2 separate regions of the Sus scrofa genome follow, and region 1 is linked to region 2. A link is a contact called in public HiChIP or PLAC-seq data. All regions are on one chromosome and are shown on one strand. The core of a region is the stretch at or near the end of the contact, and the rest is flanking DNA. Distances in the headings are between cores, read along the strand shown.

Region 1 (7,167 bases), core at 4,240-6,739, 160 kb before region 2:
ACTTACTGTGCCTTGTGGGAGAAGCTAAGCTGGCTCTGTCTTAGCTGAATTGGCTACATTTTAAACCAAACAACTGTTATCTGCCCATTCTTCTTTTTAGTTTAAATATGTTTTTATTTTTAACTTTAGTTGCTACAAATGGCCTGGGAGCAGGGGGAGTGAGGTTTTGGTATAAACTGGCATTAGGCTCCATCAGCAAAGCTGCTCATAAAAATCATTCTCAGGTTTGGGGACCGTAGTCTCATTTCACAGGACCTAAAGCTGGTTTACTTAGTTTGTCAAAAATCCTTGTTCTTCAAAGGTTTGCATTTAAAATGACTGATGCTGTGAAAGGAAATGCCATCATGATTATATTTACATTATGAATTGGCACAGGAAGGAAAAACTAGAATTTTTCATGCAGAGAGCATATAGGGTTTTACTCAATAAAGTTTTTTGAAGTAAAATTGGTGCTGAAATATTTTTTTTTTGTAATCCAGGGGGAAAGCCAACCTGTGGTTGAACAAAGTAAGGGCTCATTCACGTGTTTAATATAAACTGTGCTTCTTCCATTGAGGCTGACGCTTATCTGAACCTTTAGTGTCCTCTTACCTTTGGTTTTGCGGATACAGAGTGACCTTGGAAACATGAATTCCATCAGCAGGTGTTTCTTGAGAACCTCTTGGTCGTTAACTATCTAGAATGACACTGGATAAGTGAATCTCAGTACCCATTCTTCTGCCAAACATCAGATAAGCTCCAGTATTTTGTGCTTGGTAGGTCTGCATTGAAACTCAGTGATGTTGCTATTGGCTGCTTGGCTGCTGTTTACTCCTGACATTTCTGATTATCCACCAGGTACCAGGCACTGTTCAAGGCGCTGGGGCTGAAAAGGTGTAGAGGATGCAATCCCCACTTTTAGGGAAATCACAGTTTAAAAAGAAGACAGGCAAATGAAGAGCTTATGAAACGAATGATGAAAGCAGGAATAAAATGAAGGTATATAAGTCTCTTTTAAATTAGGTTATTCCATCAAGTAAAACTTCTTGGAAGATGTGATGTTTTGGTGCATCTCTTTACCACTGAGATTCTCCTACTTTATACCTAACTGTGGACAGCAACCTGTTAGGTTTAAAGGTGAAAATCTATAAGCATATAGCATCAAGCCTGGGACGTGCTTTTTACACCATAGTTTTCAATTCTGTCATTACATTTTTTTCTTATAAAGAGCATGTCAAAAGGAAAGACTGAAAGAAATGACAAATCACCAATTAGATAATCGGTCCCTGAATGAGAGAGGCAAGACTATATATAGTTCGTGTTTTATGTATTATATATATTCGTGTTTCAACAAGAGAGTCTGTTAATACATCCATAGGTATCATTTATCCCATGTTTAGAAATATAGGCTCTGTCTTTTTTTTTTTTTTTGTCTTTTTGCTATTTCTTGGGCTGCTCCCGCGGCATATGGAGGTTCCCAGGCTAGGGGTCTAATCGGAGCTGTAGCTACTGGCCTACGCCAGAGCCACAGCAACGCGGGATCCGAGCCGCGTCTGCAACCTACACCACAGCTCACGGCAACGCCGGATCGTTAACCCACTGAGCAAGGGCAGGGACCGAACCCGCAACCTCATGGTTCCTAGTCAGATTCGTTAACCACTGCGCCACGACGGGAACTCCGGCTCTGTCTTTTCCAAAACAAAGATGCAAAGACGACAAAAACAAAATAAACTCAAACATTAATGATCAGAATTTTCTGTTTCCATTCATGTATTTGGTTGTGATATAGAGAATGCTAGAAAAGAATATGCTTCATGTTAGGAGAGTCAGTTTGTTGAAAGACAGAAACTAATACTTGGGAGATATCCTCATGCAATACTCACACCTAGAAGTTATGCCTTTTTTCTGTCTCTAAATTGCTGAGCTGCAAGGCGTTATACTTAGGGCACCCATTGACACTACAGACGACATTTTTCAAAAATTGAAGTATAGTTGATTTACAATGTTGTGTTAGTTTCAGATATATGGCAAAGTCATTCAGTTATATATACTGATTTTTTTCCATTATAGGTTATTAAAATATCCTGAATATAGTCATGGGCTGTACAGTAGGTCCTGTTGTTTGTCTATTTTTTACGTTGCAGTGTGGATTGGTTAATCCCAAACTCATGATTTATTCCTCCCATCATCCTTTCCCCTTTGATAACCACAAGTTTGTTTTCAATGTCTGTGAGTCTGCTTTTGTTTTGTAAATAACTTCATTTGTATCATTTTCTTAGATTCCACATGTAAGTGATATCGGGGATATCTGTCTTTCTCTGTCTGACTTACATAGTATGGTAATCTTTAGGTCCATCCATGTTGCTGCAGATGACATTATTTCATTCTTTTTTGATGGCTGAGTAATATTCCTGTGTATGTTTGTGTGTGTGTGTGTGTACACCACATCATGTTCATCCATTCATCTGCTATAGATGACGTTTGAAGACGCACTTGTTAATGCAACTTCCTAACAGGTCACCTCCCGTAGTACTCACTGTGGAGACAGCTTTTTGTTTATAGTTTAGGATCTCCCAGACTAACTAACCACTGATTGCACTGGGTACCATGTGGTGGTAGGAATCTCTGTTGTTCTGAATATAACTAAGAGTGACAGGTTTCTTGCTTTGCACTTTTTCTGTGTGTCCAGCTGCAAAGACTGTTTCTTATCAGTTTCAAGTTGCCAGATTAGGTTTGTCTCTCATGATGACAGATTTAAAGAGACAGATCTTTGGACCAAGTCCCCTGAGTCCTCCTTTAAAATCCAAGTCAGAATAGGAGCAGTCAACACCAGAGCTGGTGAGGACCTCCATTTCCAGCACTTCTTCACTTTGGCCTCTTCTTGGTTCACACTAGAGACCAGAAAATTCTGCCTAAATCCAGAGCAGCCAAGGCCTTTGGCAGCCTTATGGCTTTTGCCCTCTGGCACGAGTAGAACTCGCGTCACCTGGGTAATTCAATCCTTGAGATCCTTCTTCCATGAATGAGAGAATCCAAGAATTGGCTGCCAATCGCCTCATCCTTGTGCCCAGTTTCCTTTGATGCAGGGTGCTGAGTGGTGACGGTCCGTTTCCGCACCACCCACCCCACCCCCACCTCCTGCCACTACAGGATTTATAGTCTGCATGCCCCAGTTGTGAAACTGGCCTGTGGTACTTTGCTGCCGCAGGCCTGTGAATGTTTAGAATTGGGTGTTTATATTTCCAGGGCTACAGTTTGGAAGTTGAGGGAGCAAACAGATGGCAAAGAATTCACAGGTCAAGCCGCTACTGCTGCCTACTTATTTTCTGTCTGAACACTCCATACATAGATTCCTATGGAGCTTCTGGTTTTCCGACCTTCCTTTTGGTTATGTGCTTTCAAGTGGGTTTTTCTGTAAGAAATTCCCTGAGAAGAGGTGTTTACATGAAGTGATGGGGAAGTGGAGTTTGCCTGACACATGGAACCTCGGAATCTTTCCCGTAATGAAATGGTCTGGCTTGTGGGTGGGCACCCTTCCATCCAGACAGACGGGAATGTAGTTAGGCAGCCAGAAGACACATGGACTTGTGACCACCGGGACAGGCACCTCACTAGAAAAATCCTAGTGCTGGGCCTGTTCATCTCTTCTGAATGTACTAGCAGGCATTTGACTTCTTTAAACCAGTACTAGATTCTTGGAGCTCCCACTGTGGCTCAGCGGCTTATGAAACCAACGAGTATCCATGAGGATGTGGGTTTGATCTCTGGCCTTGCTTAGTGGGTTAAGGATCGAGTGTTACTCTGAGTTGTGCTGTAGATCGCAGACACGGCTCAGATCTGGCGTGGCTGTGGCTGTGGCAATAGGCCAGCAGCTGCAATTCTGATTTGACCCCTAGCCTGGGAACCTCCATATGGGCCCCCAAAGAGAAAAAAAAAAAATACCAAATTCCTTTTATGTGGCTGTAGTCATTATTTTCCCCTCAGGAATTCCCATAGGTGGATGCCCTTAATGAAACCCTTTTTGCCCACTTTCCCCCTTGACCATGTGACTTGAACATGAATGTGAATTTCACTCATTGGTGAAGAAATCAGCATGGCCCTGATGAGGCCATTTCTGCCCTCTTTGGTCTCTCCTGTCTAAGAATTTGTTTATTCAAACAAGTCTATGCATCCACTTGGACCTATTTGGACATTTAGCAATTAGCATTACCTCAGTCTCCGTAGACAGTGGCCAAATATGCTCATAAAATTCAGGTGGCATGATCGCTTGCCCCTTCCCTGCTCCAGCTTTGGATGGATTAATTCACTGCATCACAGCCAGCACCTGAGTATAGAATCATTTATTTTTGTGTTACTTCATGACGAAAGCCCAGCTGGCATTAGCTCAAGTTATGCAGCTGGCTATTAATTGAAGAAAACGTCTCTGTCACTCCTCAGTCAAACAATCTGATTCAGCAGATCCTTTTCACTCTCCTTCCTTCTATTCTACCAGAAGAACAAACGTAAATAACTCCCACTTGGCTTCGCTCGTCATGGATTGTAAATTAGCTGGCAGCATGCAGACTGATTGCATTAATGCTCTTTGGGTTGCTCTTCTCAATTGATTTTTATTTCTGGAAGAGGTTTGGACATTTCATTTCTCAGGCTTTAATGTTGCTGAAGGGAAGGAAATATTGTAGCCTGCCTTTGTTCTTCTTTCTTGCATAGCTAATTTTCAAAGTCATTTCACCAAAATTTCAAATTACAGCACCTGTAGAGTAGGTACTGGTTTTCTGAGCTGATGTTCTGTTTTTCCCTCATACTTGACTTATGCTTTGTGGATGTATTTTAAACAGAACCCGAGAGAGGTTTGTTCAGGGTTTTAGAAATATATAAACACATAATATGTAATATGTAGCACATGGTGTGCCAAACATTTTTGATGAGTGCATTTTGTAATTCTTAAAGTATGAAAGTACTTGGTATGAGGAGATGATATAGTATATTAAAAATCATGGAACTTTTCCATAAAATAAAATCCAGTGCAGAAATCAGAGGAGAGTTTTTGCACGAGTGCTAAAATAGTACATCAGTTTGATCCTTGCTGGATATGAGAATCCACCAGTTATATTATTCTGTAGAAATGTAGTTCAGTGACAAGGACCTCTTTGATGCCCTCCCTCCAGCCCAGTCCCTATTCTCTGTACAATGTGCTTGTTGGGAGATGAATGACTAGTCATTATTAGACCCCGAGCCCTGAAAATGAGTTTGGGACAGCAAAATTGTACCTTCTTGAGACCTAGGGTGTCAATAAGGGGCTCAGTGGGATTTCAGCAAGAGGGACTAGGGAAAGGCAATCAGAACTTGGCAGAAAAAAATAGACTCTGGTGCTAAAGGAGACCTCGGAGAACCGCCTTGTCCCTAGAGGATGGTCTTATGATTCATTAGAGGAGCTGTATCCGAAGGGCATCCGAGAGCCTGGCTTGGATTAGGTCGTCTTGGGTTACAGGAGGTCCAAAGCTAGAACTGGCAAGAAAGCATCGTGGTCAGAAGCTGTCCTATTTTGAACGTCTGATGTGGGGCCTCGTGGCCATGAAGGAGACCTTAGCGGTTTGAGTAAGCTGGGAAGAAAAGGAGATTACGCAGGAGCCAGAAATCACAGCTGACCTCCAGATCTAGATCTGATCTCATTGCAGCCAGAGTTCTTGGAATGGATCCCTCCCTGGAAGAATTCTTTCCTGAACGCAGATGGGCTGAGGCTGCAGTGAGTAGATTGAGCTGAAGGGGCTGTAAAGCCCTATAAGCTGATAAAAACTGCACAATGGAGAAGACCTTTGAGGAAACCATCAGTTTTAGAAAGAAAGGCAATCACACTTGTCCACTTAATAATCACATGCCCTTCCTACACAATTTTATGTTCCCTCTGTAAAGGGGGTGTCTCATAGGGAATTCCTTTACATAAACTGGCAGACAATTTAAATGAAAAATGTTTTACTTATTTGGGCATTTTCCAAGTATAAAACTGAGGATTTAAATGAAATATAAATGTCTGTGTTGTTGCCAGAAACCTGGTGATGGATGTATTCGTAAACTGGGGATTGAGGCAGGTTATAATCTAGTAAGATAACTGAGGATTTAAATGAAATATAAATGTCTGTGTTGTTGCCAGAAACCTGGTGATGGATGTATTCGTAAACTGGGGATTGAGGCAGGTTATAATCTAGTAAGATATCTTCTGATTCATGTCCTTCATTTGTAGAAAAAAATCTCTGTTCTGGTAACATTTAATTTATGAACTTTGGTATCATGTCACACTTCTTTTAGTTTTTTTTGTGCATCCCCATATAATGAAAGCTTATAATGAGAGCCATTCAGGCAATAAATGTTCCATATTCCGTGCCTTCTATTTTGGGGGCACTGTTTTAGATTTAGGAATACAGCAATAAGGCAGAGTCCCTGCTCTAAAAGAACCTTTGAAAAGAGTAGGAACTTACACAGTACCTTGTGATAGAGTGCAGTATGTCTGATTTCCTCAGAAGCCATTACTAAGGGCATCACTTTTCTTTTAATCCTGAGACCCTTTACTTGATACAGCTTATGCCGGAATAGATGAAAATTCAAACTCTCAAAGACTTTCCTTTTAAGAAGAAAATTGAAATAACAAGTCTACAAGGCAAAAGTAAACCCTCCTCCCAAGCCAACTCAAGACAAGGTGTTCAACTTGCTCTTCTGAGCACAGTGATGTGTCAAGGGAACCTACAGGGAACAGAAGCCCAATGTCACTTTGTTGGTGGACTTCACCATTAGCAGTGTTTCAAGAAGATGTCTTCAAATTGCTCCTTCAGGTTAAGGCTGCAGAAGTTCCTGCTGTGGCAGCATCTCTGCAGCACCAGGACACAAGGTTTGACCCCCAGCCCAGCACAAAGGATCCTGCGGTGTAGGTCACAAATGCGGCTTGGATCTGATCTCTGGCCTGGAAACTCCATATGCCAGGGGTGGCCAAAAAATAAAAAACAAAACAGGGGCAAGAATTTAAGACTATAAATGGTTTAAATGGGGGAGGATGTGACAGGATCAAAAAACTTCCCCTTCCTTTGTGGCTCTGAGAATTCAGAATGAGTGGCTGCCGTTTATGTAGCAAGAGGAGAGAGGGAACCAGAACTTGGAATGAGCTTCTGTGTGGGCCCTCATTGTTCCAGGGTTTACCAA
Region 2 (6,793 bases), core at 1,158-3,657:
CATTTCACATTTATAGTTCCATTGTCTTTGTCTTGCTTAACTATTCTAGATGTCTGCTTTCAAGAAGCAGAGGGGGGCAAAAAAGAAATGTTTTGGCAATACTGAAAAATAAATGCAAACATTCCTGGCAGAGTTGACATAGAGCTGAACAACCCTAAAGACAACTTTGCATCTCCTTCAAAGAACATTTCTTTTAGATCTGTAATATTTTCATTCTGCATTATTATTATGCCCTTACATTTTATCAGACAGGTGTCAACAGAACCTTCTTTTCAGAATGTAAATTGGTATGGATAAAGACAAGTGTTCATCAAAGTGCCTGTTGCTGGTTTTAGCCTACCTGGGAAGATGGGGTCCGTCTTGCCATGACAAGTGCAATTGGGATAACAACACAAGCAGTATTTTCTGCTTCCAGTGTTGTGTATTTGGACTGCAGCTTTCATTTTTAAAAACTAATGATGCTATTTGACCTACAAACTTTGAAATGCCACCAGATGAAATGAGAGCTTTGTATTGCACGGAAGGTGACAGTAGTGAATCTTAGCCAGTGCTTAGCCTTCTGTTCTCTTGTCTGTCTCTGTGTCCACCCGACTCCCCCGCTTAACACTAATCTGCTCCCCCTTCCAGTTTTTAGGAACATACCCCCTTCTCACCCAGACTCCCAGTTTTCTTGCATTGTCTAGCTGCAGCCTCATATGAAACCATTCTCCTAAACAAGTTATTCAGCTCTGTGTTGACTCTGCCAGGAATGTTTGGATTTCCCAAGAGTTGCCCTGCCTTGGAAATGGAATATAATCATGGAATGAAGTTCTGATAGTGGAGTTTCATAAACCAACACAGGCAGACTGGTGTAGGTATGGGTACCTTCTCTTTCAAAGAATACCAGGAGGGTGACCACTGGTCTTGGTCTTTGAAATGGGAATCCATATTCAAAAGCCAAAAGGTATCATTGGCAAAGCATTAAAATATTGCTAGATGATTCAGAGAGAATGTGTTTATTTTTGAATTCTTGGATCCTGCAAGGTTGCCACCATTCAGTCAGCTGTCACTCACTCTTTCAGCCCATCTGTCAGATAGCAAAGAGTTGAAACCTGTAAAAATGTTTTCAGTTACTCATTCTCAAAGCTGATACAGAGCATGTAGCATTCTCAAGAACCCCTGGTGTGCTGGATGCTGTTAGGAAAAGAAGGGCCAAGTATACTGACTTAAGGTTTGACAGAAACTACAGGAATAATTTGGCCCCCTTGGGTATATGAGACATGAATTGGGCTATTCGGGAGGGGGCGGTCTCAAAATTTAGCAGATGTGGTGAAGTTCACCAGGCTCAGCGGTAGGTCAGTTTTGTCCAGTTCAGAGGGGGTTAAGTCACTGTCAGGCACTCCAGGCCTCTCTAATCTTATCCTGGGGAAGTGGAGTTCTGCCTTGGTTTACAGTTGAGGTCACTGGCGGGACCGTATTTGGACAGAGACTGATGGAATTATGCCGCCTTGTTAACATTGAATAGCCCTTGGTGAAGAGGACCAGTGACGGCATTGTGGTCCTCTGACTCCCGGAGCACCGTATCTTGAAATGCATGCCTCATGGAGATGTGCTGGACCTGGAAAACAGACGAATCTCTGCGGCTTCCATCACTTATGTAATCTAAAAGAAGGTTGTTTCACGGGACTTATCAGAGAGTTAAGAAATGTTTATGGGGAGTAGAAAATGGGCAAGAAAATTGATCTCTGTTGTCCAAGTCACACACTATAACTCACCCTCCAAGGTGACGCGGTATCTCCTTGAGGGGAGAGCTGCCAAAACCATTGAAAGTGATCTGCCTGTTTTCCTCACACACTGACTTGCAGGGAGGCGCTAGTATTTCCAGACCATTAAATCCTTGTGCAAGGTTTGCTAATAATGATGTTCATCCCTGTGGCTAAGAGAAGATGATATAAGAAAAATAGTATTTGGCAGCTAGGTGTGTGAGATGTAGTAAATCTCTGTTGGATTTTCCCCATCATGGGCATATATTTACTTTTTTACTTTTTTTTTTTCTTCTTAAACAGAGGACCACTGTTTACTTTTTTTTTTAACTTGATGCTTGATATAAAGGTTCACCGACTTCAGGCATACCTTTCACAGTGTGTGTGTGTGTGTGTGTGTGTGTGTGTGTGTGTCTGTGTGTCTGTGTGTGTGTGTCTGTGTGTATTGCTTTCCAGGAGTGGCATGTGCTGTTTAATCAGGGCTGTATTTAAAAACACATTTGCCAGGGAGAGTTTCTCATGTTCTTGATGAGATAAGGTCAGAGTGAAGCAAGCTCTGTAGCAAAGGGCAAGTGTCAAGCAGCAAGAAGTCCCAGCCATCCTTCCAGCCCTGCCTCGGCCACCCGCCACCTCCCTGGCAGCACAGAGCAGCGTACGGAGGGAATGCCCTCTCTCAGCCACAAGTGCCTCCTGCTCCATGTGGAGCCTTCCAGCCCCAGGGCCCTGCACCCACTCTGACTTGCTGCTGTCTCCGGCCTCCCTAGCACCTTTCTTACAAATGGCTTTTGTTTGGGATCCTTGGGGAGCCACCGTGCCAGGACCCTCAGCAAGAGTCAAATCAAGATTGCGTTTCTCAAAGTCCTACAGGTATTGCTCTTTCCTATTTATGGCTAGGAAGACGTTTTGTCAGCAGCCTCTGTAGCTGGAGGCCCCCTGCAAATAAGCCTTTGCCAGCTGGGCTGAGGGATGTAACTTCTGTTTATTATCCTGTGTTAATTTTGAAGTCTGCGGAATAGGAGCTAAGATGCAAACTTTAACCTTAGTCGGTGGGATTTGGGAACCTGCAGAAGTAGGAGGAATTTGACCAACTCTAAGAGCTGATTTTGAGAGTTAAATGGTGAATTGGAAAAACATTCTGTGACTGGCATCTGGAAAACAAGTGTGATGGCACGCCTAATGGACTTAATGTAGCCAGAATTGGTCACACTAACTTTCCCTTAACACTTTAAATGTCAGGAAAGGGTTCTTGTTTGATTCAACATACGGAGAAGCAACAACAACATACTACTGTGTTGTTTATAAGTGTTTCAGGTCTCATTCACATGCAAAAGTGGAAACTCTCTTTGGTCTAGGTGGAAAGTCAGCCTTGTAAGCTTGCCCACCTAGTTTGATCTAGGCGGAAAGTCAGGAGATTTAGATACCATGAAGCAGAGTAAATATGTTATTAATCTATTATGTCATAGGAAAAATCTCGACCTCATGACCTCAATAAATTGTCAGTGACATCTTAGCATTACATACAAGTTAGCCTATTGTAATCAAATAATTATTTAAAAAAAGGAGACACTGAAAAATCTTTGATTTCCTTCTTTGCTTCCGTGTTCTAGATATTTACAAGGAAAGGTTGATTCTTCACACACTTTTAGTTTCTGATTGGTTAGTCTATAGCACTGCAAGCTATTGCATCAATAGCAAATGCCAGTCACATTGTCTGCAGAATCTCAGGAATAAGATCTTTCTTCTTTAGACCAAATGTAACTTATCCGGGAACTACCAGGCCTATATAGAAGTATGCATTAAATTTGTATGAAAATATGTCCTGATTTACTTGTATAGAAAACATATAAATGGATAAGCAATGAGATTCTGCTGTATAGCCCTGGGAACTGTATCTAGTCACTTATGATGGAGCATGATAATGTGAGAAAAAAGAATGTATATATGTTTCTATGACTGGGTCACCTTGCTGTATAGTAGAAAATTGGAAGAACACTGTAAACCAGTTATAATGGAAAAAATAAAAATCATTATAAAACAAAACCAAAAGAAAAAAAGAAAACATTCAAAGTTTGGATTAAAATAACTCACAAGAATTATTTATTTGTTTTTAGACAGTATGAAAGATAATGCCCTAGGAACTTTTTAGGGAGCTATAAAATAAATCAAATTACAGCCTTCCCTAGTAATGACACATAAGCAAACTTTGACAAGGGATAAATAAAAGTTGGCAGTTAAAGGTGTAAATAGTACTTCGATCTACTTCTACTTCAAAACAAAATAAATACCATTAATTTTTATTAATTATGTTAATTTTTTACATTTAAGGATATGATTCAACATTAGAAATATATGCCTCCTATATGCTCTATGTTCTTACCGAATGAGCTTCTCAAGCTTATTATTTGCATCTGGTGCTTATTATGTGTTAAAATGTATGCTCTCCAAAGACTTATAAGCATTACTGTGCATATTTGCAATAGATGGTGGCTTCTAGCCACTCTTTATCATTAAGATAATGATAACAAGTTTCCAAATATCGTAAATATCTAACTTCTGCTTAGGCTAAAAGCAATAGCATATGGGACTAAATAGTTTGAGAAATCTCAAGAAATGCAGAATTTAAGCTCTCCTGTATGCTTTTCAGATAGATTATGAAACTTGCCTTCTTGATCTACCAAAGATATTTTTACTTTCCTTGGTCAGTCTGATCCTTTCCAAAATATAGCAAGCACTGGAATGTCTAAGGAGGAGTTTCTATGTATTTAAATGCCCAGTGTGCATAGTTCTAACAAGCTTCTTTCATGACAAGTTTAAGAGGGGAGAGTGATATCCCAAATGGCCGTCATAGACCGGTCTCCTTTGAAACTTGGGAGATTTTGACCTCATTCATTTGCTTTTATTTGAATATTAATTTCTCATGTAATGCTTTATTTTTTAAATGTACTGTCTTCACTGTTCTGTGGGTCCCGTTTTTTTTTATCACTGTATTTTTTATCACTGAATTTGGGACTATAAATTCCTGAGGCTAGGGGCTTCCTTACGTGCAACAAGAATGCCATTAATGCCTATTTGATGAAATATCTTTCTACATTCTCTTTTGTATCACCCTTAGTATCACCCTTTTGTTAGTATCACCCTTTTGTTTGAAAAAACAACTTGCTTTGTTTGAAAAATCAACAGGCTCAGAGTCTGGTGGAAATTTGAGACAGAAGTTGAGGACAGAAGTGGAATATTCTGATTTCACATTTTCACAGGTCTCTCAGTGCTCAAAAGGAGAGTATCTATTCAGCCACAACAATATCTTGACAATAATGAAAAAAGATGCTTTTAACAGACCACACAACCTCAAATGCATCATGAGTCAAAGGGCTTATGTATGTGTGTACGCGCGCGCGCGCGCACACACACACACACACACACACACACACACACACACACACACTTAAATTCTGCATTTATCTTTTGAATGGCAGTTTCATTCCATAGCGTTCCTGGAGTTAAAAGTGTTAAGGTATTTGATGAAAACATTTAAAATACCCCACAGTTTTGCAACCCAGCTTTTGTATCTCTTCATGTCTTTTTTATATACAGGACCCTTAAAACATGGAGGTAACCTAAGCTTATCTTGACCTTTGAGAGGTTTTAGGTATAATTCCCTGATTGAAGCAACTGAAATGTTAGCCAAAATTTCTTTGTTGAATTTCTCCTTTACAAATTTGTTTGTTTAATACAAATAATTTTATTTTCTGTGAAATCCTCACATGTCTAGCATAGTGTCTTTTTTGTTCTTTGAACACTGAATTGATATTATGATGGTATTGTTGATACACTTAGCTTTAAGCTAGAATATTTTTCTCTGGAATTGTTTTCACTCTCTAGTAGCAGTCAGGATGAAGGAAAGACAAGTGTGTAAAGAGTCTAATTTATTAAAGTTATAGCAAATCATATGTATTTGATGAGCATTGATTGCTGAGAAATACAACCTTGGGCACCTCATACAGAGCTTAAAATAGATCGGAAATGAGTGGTGATGAGTTTTTGGCTTTTGTAAGTAAAATATACTTTTAGAGAAAGTCAAATATGATTAATATATAGCTTATTGAGTTAAATTTGATTTGATGCAAAAACAGGGAAAGAGAGACATAGAGAAAAATATGGTTACTTCATAAGAAGGCTAAATTTTCTCTGTGGACATGGAATGAATGCCAGTCATTTCTTTAGAACCATATCCTCTCATCTCTATTTTAGAGGAGGGAGAGAGTGGGATGATGTGCTCGTGTTAGATTTGAGAAAGTAATGTTAAGTGAGTGAACTCATGTTGAAGGTTTGAATATAGTACCTAAAAGATTGGCATGAAAATTACCTGGGAAGCAAAGAAAGAACAAGGAACTCAGACTTAGTTTGGTGGACTCTGACAATTCTCCAAGGGAACATTAGGACATGCTGGTTTTTTGTTGGTTTTTTTTTAATGTTATTGTTTAAAATTATAGTAACATTCAAGGAAACATTAAATTAAAAGTCACTCTTCTAGAGATGGTCTTGTCTTCCAACCAGAATAAATCTCAAAACTTTTGCTTTCTGTCTTCTCAAAAAGAGATGTTAAACGCAACCTTTTACAGGGTAACTATAGGGTGGATGCTATGCAAATAGAAGGGAACAGCATCTCAGGCACATTTAAATGCAGGACAGAGGGTATTTCACGACCATCCCACAGGCCAGAAACAAAGTATGTTGTAGTTTTCTTGCCCCTTACATTAATACGGTCATGGGAGAGACTACATCATTGAATATTTTCTGAAACAAAAAACCTTAGATAACCTTAAATCATCCTCTGTGCTCTTCTTGGAAAGTTATACTCAAATCTATCAGTTTGTTCTGGGGATTTTATAGTAGCAGATATTTGCAAGGACTATCAGAGAATACAGTCTCTTAGCTACTCTTGGTTACTACCAGAAGCAAAGTAGAGCACATCAGTGGCTATCTAATTAAGCCTCAGAATGCCCAGGAGAAAATGCTGGATAGAGTCCAAGTCTTGGAAAGAGAAATGAGTG

The links. HiChIP or PLAC-seq counts read pairs in DNA pulled down with a chosen protein or histone mark.
Region 1: a contact with region 2 is called in an H3K27ac HiChIP or PLAC-seq map of skeletal muscle. The contact joins two enhancer-like sites. A contact is called at or near these places in 2 of 47 Hi-C or Micro-C datasets (psoas muscle and skeletal muscle) and 1 of 2 datasets of contacts at active chromatin or transcription factors (skeletal muscle).

What each region holds. Positions count from the first base shown.
Region 1 is chr16:38,417,908-38,425,074 of Sscrofa11.1, reverse strand. All of the region lies in intron 5 of PDE4D (cAMP-specific 3',5'-cyclic phosphodiesterase 4D), which reads left to right. Among named protein-coding and RNA genes, the nearest start is that of MIR582, 160 kb to the left of the region's middle. Within about 2 kb of position 5,489, at least 8 of the 83 cell types and tissues checked have an H3K27ac peak or open chromatin away from gene starts, as enhancers often do. A contact at or near this core is called in skeletal muscle, where this site is marked.
Region 2 is chr16:38,253,900-38,260,692 of Sscrofa11.1, reverse strand. All of the region lies in intron 5 of PDE4D (cAMP-specific 3',5'-cyclic phosphodiesterase 4D), which reads left to right. Among named protein-coding and RNA genes, the nearest start is that of MIR582, 320 kb to the left of the region's middle. Within about 2 kb of position 2,407, at least 10 of the 83 cell types and tissues checked have an H3K27ac peak or open chromatin away from gene starts, as enhancers often do. A contact at or near this core is called in skeletal muscle, where this site is marked.